Regions from separate parts of the Mus musculus genome. Here region 1 is linked to region 2. Evidence: chromatin contacts called from public promoter capture Hi-C data. All regions are on one chromosome and are shown on one strand. Each heading gives the region's core, a stretch centred on a gene start, on an enhancer-like site or on the middle of the called end of the contact. The rest is flanking DNA. Distances are from core to core; before and after follow the strand shown. Region 1 holds the start of Siglecg (sialic acid binding Ig-like lectin G). Region 2 holds the start of Ccne1 (cyclin E1).

Region 1 (2,700 bases), core at 168-2,667, 5.3 Mb after region 2:
TGGTCTACAAAGTGAGCTCCAGGACAGCTAGGGCTATACAGAGAAACCCTGTCTCAAAAAAACCAAAAAAAAAAAAAAAAAAAGAAGCACCACAGTGAGTCAAGCTTCAAACACAGGAGCCTGTGGGAAACTTGAAGACAGACACACAGACACACCCACAGACAGACAGACACACACACACACACACACACATACACATACAGACACACACATACACATACAGACACACACAGACACATACAGACACACACAGACACACACACAGACACACATACAGACACACATACAGACACGTACACACAGACACACACACATACACATACAGACACAGACACGTACACACAGACACACACACACAGACACACACACAGACACACAGACACACAGACACACAGACACATACACACAGACACACACAGACAGACACACAGACACATACACACAGACACACAGACACATACACACAGACACACACAGACAGACACACAGACACATACACACAGACACACAGACACATACACACAGACACATACACACAGACACACAGACACACAGACACATACACACAGACACATACACACAGACACATACACACAGACACATACACACAGACACAGACAGACAGACACACACACACACATACACACAGACACATACACACAGACACACACAGACAGACAGACACACAGACACATACACACAGACAGACACACAGACACATACACACAGACACACACAGACAGACAGACACACACACAGACACACAGACACATACACACAGACACACACAGACAGACAGACACACACACATACACACCTTGCACCCTTTAGGTTGCTTGGTTCCTAGTAACATCGTCAGCCCCAGATATGGGAAACCTCATCAACGCATAAATTACAAGTGGGAAATTCAGTTCTCTGACTGAAGAGGAAGGACAAGCGGGGAACTGTGTTGAATTGTATTGAAGCCTGTGGGTACTTTTAGAGTTCAAAGTGTCAGTAGCTCACAAGGGAGGATGAAGGGGTAGAAGACCAGTCTATATTTTTCTGATTTAGCATGAAGCAAAGAAAAAAAAAAAGCATAGTGAGAAATATCCAGTTACATTTGAACATCATACAAACCAAGCTTTTTCATCTTTTCCTCCTCCTTTTCTTTCCCCCCTCTTCTTCCTCCTCTTCTAAGTGTAAATAGTACTCACAAAGTATTTGAGACATTTCATACCAAGAAATATAGTGACTACCTATTTGTTTTTAAATTTGAACATCAGCCAGGAGGTCTCGCTCTCCTGCACTCACCAGGACTCACTTCAAGAAGCACCACCCAAAACTCTTACTTCTGCTTTCTTACTGACCTAGCATCTAAAGAAAAGCCCCAACCTATATTCACCCACAGCAAGGTCCCCAGGCCAGGCATAGCTCTGTTCCCTCCCTCCCAGCCACTAGAGAGGGCTGGGAAGGATCAGTTGCAAATGTCCAAGGGCCAAATGCTCCATAAAACATGGAGTAGGCAGGTGGGTATGGGGGAGAAGGGAGTGGAGGGAAAGGGAGATGCAATGGGCTCGAAACTTGCAGTTTGTCTTGCACCGGTACCCAGGGCTCAGCTTCCGCCTACATTTCCCCTCCTCTCTCACTCCAATCAAACACAGACCAGCTGAGAAGGAGGCCAACTTGTGCAAGTCCAAGATCCCCCTAAGGCCACGATGTCACTGCTGCTGTTCCTGCTGTCCTTCCTGTTGGATGGTGAGTGGGTCCAAGGCCAGAGTGGCTCAAATTGGGGCTGGGGCTGGGGCTGGGGCTGGGGCTGGGGCTGGGGCTGGGGCTGGGGCTGGGGCTGGGGCTGGGGCTAAAGCTTATGCCTCTGTCTCCGACAGGGCCTCAAGGTCAGATGGAGAGCTACTTCCTACAGGTGCAGAGAATTGTGAAGGCACAGGAGGGTCTGTGCATCTTCGTGCCCTGCTCCTTCTCCTCCCCTGAGGGAAAATGGCTTAACCGTTCCCCACTTTATGGCTACTGGTTCAAAGGCATCAGAAAACCATCACTTTCATTTCCAGTGGCCACAAATAACAAAGATAAAGTGTTAGAATGGGAAGCCCGAGGGCGCTTCCAGCTCTTGGGGGATATCTCTAAAAAGAACTGTTCCTTGCTAATCAAAGATGTTCAGTGGGGAGACTCAACAAACTATTTCTTCCGGATGGAGAGAGGATTTGAGAGATTCAGTTTCAAGGAGGAGTTCAGGCTACAAGTGGAAGGTAAGAGTTGTAGACATAGCAGGGAACCTTGGTCTCTCACTGGGGGAGGGACAGTGGAAGATAAACTGTGATGCAAAGAAGACTACTTCTGGGAGGAGCCGCTGGAGTCACAGGATTGGTATCCTCTCCCTTAGCCCTGACTCAGAAGCCAGATATCTTCATTCCTGAGGTCCTGGAGCCTGGGGAGCCAGTGACCGTTGTCTGCTTGTTTTCCTGGACCTTCAACCAATGCCCAGCTCCTTCTTTCTCCTGGATGGGGGATGCTGTCTCCTTCCAAGAAAGCAGACCGCACACATCCAATTACTCAGTTCTGAGCTTTATCCCAGGACTTCAACACCATGATACTGAGCTCACATGTCAGCTGGACTTCTCTAGAATGAGCACACAAAGGACTGTCCGACTAAGAGTGGCCTGTGAGTATGGTATGGTGCTTTGGGCTGTCCTGGTGGTAGGA
Region 2 (2,700 bases), core at 77-2,576:
ACATTGACAAGCTTCAGAGGTTCAGCCATGTGGCCTGCAGCTCTGTTTTGGGAAAGTTGGAAGAAAGAAAACCTGGAACCCAGGAGGCAGAATACCCTGTAGGCAGCAGACCTACCTGACTGCTATCCTCGCTTTTCACAGTCTTGTCAATCTTGGCAATTTCTTCATCTGGGTCTTGCAAAAACTAAAAAAAAAAAAAAAAAAAAAAAAATCCCGGTCCACCATGGGTCCACATGGTGCGACCCAAAGACAAAAAACACAAGAGAAAAAGGGGGAAATGTTTGTTAGGTCATGAACGACATTCAACTAAAGGAAACCTCTCTCTCAACTAATTCTTTTCACTAGTAGGTAAGAAGAACCAAATTTGGTACCCAGGTAAGATGGAAGGGGGGGTGGGCTGTCCCCTTCCCAACCTGTATCCTTTGTACTCACCACGGCCACATTTGCCTTCCTTTTTCTGGAGCGGACTGAAAGGTCGGAGCCACCTTCTTCTTTCATGTTGCTGTGGTCCGTCGAGTCTCTGCAAGGGCATGGTGTCATGGGGTGCTGCTCCCCAAAAACTCAGGCCGCCCCTCCCCCACCGCTACTCACCCTTACCCTCCCGCAGCAGGGAGGCCACTCACCTCTCCCTTGGCATGGCTCAGGACTTGGGCTTGGAACTCAGACCTGGGAGGACAACAAGCAAGCATCGTGGTGAGCACGGCCCGCAGAGGGGACCTGAGTCTTCCAGTTCGTCCCGGGCACCCCTCCCCCCTCCCGCGCGGGCGGCGGCGGCGGGAGCCTCCTGGGCCCGGAGGCCGGCCGGGAAAATGGCCGATGGGCCCGGGTGGCTTGTCACCCGCAGGCGCCGCCAGCAGCCTGCGACCCTGGGTCCGAACCTGAGGTTGGGGATGGAGGCCCAGCCGCCCTTCAAGAGGACCCCCCGCTCCATCACCGTCCTCGGGGCCGGGGCTGCCTCAGTGTCCCTTTCTACACCTACCCCTGACCCGTCTCTCACAGCCACCCCGGCCGGGGCACCCCGAGCTGATACCTCAGGGGACCGGGTGACCCGGCCTCGCCCCACCCCCACCCGGGCCCGGTCCGGTCTGGTCGGACCCGGTCCGGACGCCTGGGAGTCGTGGGAGTCCCGGGAGTCCCGGGAGTCCAGGCAGCCCGTACCCGAAGCTGTGTCCGCCGCAGGCAGGCGCGCTCGAGCGGGCAGGAGGCCGACGGCGAGCGGGAAGCAGGAGGCGGGAGGCGGCGGCCGAGCGCGCGGCGCTGGCGGGATCCGCGCCTGCCCCCTACACCGCGCTGGCTGTCGAGCCGGCTGCTCCTGCGCCCGGCTTCGAGCGGGACATTTAAAAATCCCAGCGCGCGGCACCGGCCCCGTCCCGCCCTCGCGCCCCGCCCCGAGGGCTGCGAGCCCCTCAGCGGCCGCCGCAGGCCCGGGGCCCGCCCCGTCGCCGCGCGGACCAGCGAGGAGCTCTGGTGGGGGCGTGGCCTCCCGGGGGGCGTGTTCTTTTACGGGCGTGGCATGCACTAAAGGGGTGGGGCTAGATGTCAGGGCCTGCGCGCCGGGGGCGGGGTGCGGACGTGGTAGGCGGGGCCTGCGCGGGGCGGGACGCGGGAGAGTCGTCTGGCGCGCGCGGCTGCGGGGCGGGCTCGCTGACGCGGGAGAATCTTGGCGCGAGCGCCTGAAGGATTCTGAGCGTGCGGGGCCGGGAGGAGCGGCATGGGCCGCCCAAGTGGAATGTCAGCAGGGCAGATCGCAATGATCGGCGGCCGGGCTTGACTGGAGTGAGGCACGGGAGGGCCCGGAGTTAAGAACCCGTCATCCGCCGGTCTCCCGCGCGCGCGCACTGTCCCTCCTGACTCGTCCTCCCCGCCCCTGAGACGCAGAGTTCCGGGCCGAGTCCGGCGCGTGGGTGTCCCCAAGGTCACAACAGCTTGTGGCTCCTGGGACCGGAACCAGCATTCAGGCTGCTGCTGTTAGGTCTCCTGTGGACCAGCAGCAGGTCCTTTAACCTGTCAGTGTTTCTGGTCCATTCATCCACCCATTCATTCATTCATTAGGCTACCCAAGCACATTTCTGTGCCTCTAGCACACATGGGCCCAACCCGTTTGCAGAAAGCCTCTCTGACCCTTAGGTCCCCATGAGGTGAGGCAGTCTCCAGCCTATAATTTTACTCCAAGTGTTTTCATCAACCTCAGAGTATGCACATGCCTCACAAACGTGAAGTGACCCTCACCCACCCCAGACCTGACCTTCAGCCCTCCGCCCGAGCTGCTGGATCCAGCATCCGGTGCCCTTTCGCACCCCAGAGCCTCAGAGCTTGCTTTACTCTCTTCTGACCCATTCCAGCTGTTTGTGCTTCCGGAAAACTTGAAGGTCTTTGGTAACCACTTCCTCTCCGGCGTACCTTTCCCCAGGACGTCCCCTCCAGTGTTAAACTATGGCAAAGCACTTGTTTCTTCCAATCTCTTGTTCACTCTGTTTTCTTATCCCGTTGCCCCTTCTGTATCTTGGACCAAAAGGGTCACTTCCCTTATGTTAGTAAATGATATAGAAAGAAAGAAAGAAAGAAAGAAAGAAAGAAAGAAAGAAAGAAAGAAAGAAAGAAAGAAAGAAAGAAAGAAAGAAAGAAAGAGAGAAAAGAAACCCACACTGACCCAGGTCTGTGGAACATACAGGCTACTGAGACGAATGCCTTGAGCACATT

Evidence for each region. Promoter capture Hi-C pulls out the DNA fragments that hold promoters and counts their contacts.
Region 1: a contact with region 2 is called in a promoter capture Hi-C map of pre-B cells. The contact joins the promoter of Siglecg here to the promoter of Ccne1 in region 2. A contact is called at or near these places in 1 of 39 promoter capture datasets (pre-B cells) and 1 of 484 Hi-C or Micro-C datasets (B cells).

The regions. Positions count from the first base shown.
Region 1 is chr7:43,406,863-43,409,562 of GRCm38.p6, forward strand. Siglecg (sialic acid binding Ig-like lectin G) reads left to right here and starts at 1,418. Exons shown (of 12, transcript NM_172900.3): 1 at 1,418-1,508; 2 at 1,644-1,737; 3 at 1,869-2,246; 4 at 2,381-2,659. The coding sequence starts at 1,698.
Region 2 is chr7:38,106,164-38,108,863 of GRCm38.p6, forward strand. It overlaps Ccne1 (cyclin E1), which reads right to left and starts at 1,327. Exons shown (of 12, transcript NM_007633.2): 1 at 1,159-1,327; 2 at 624-666; 3 at 433-520; 4 at 116-184. The coding sequence starts at 637.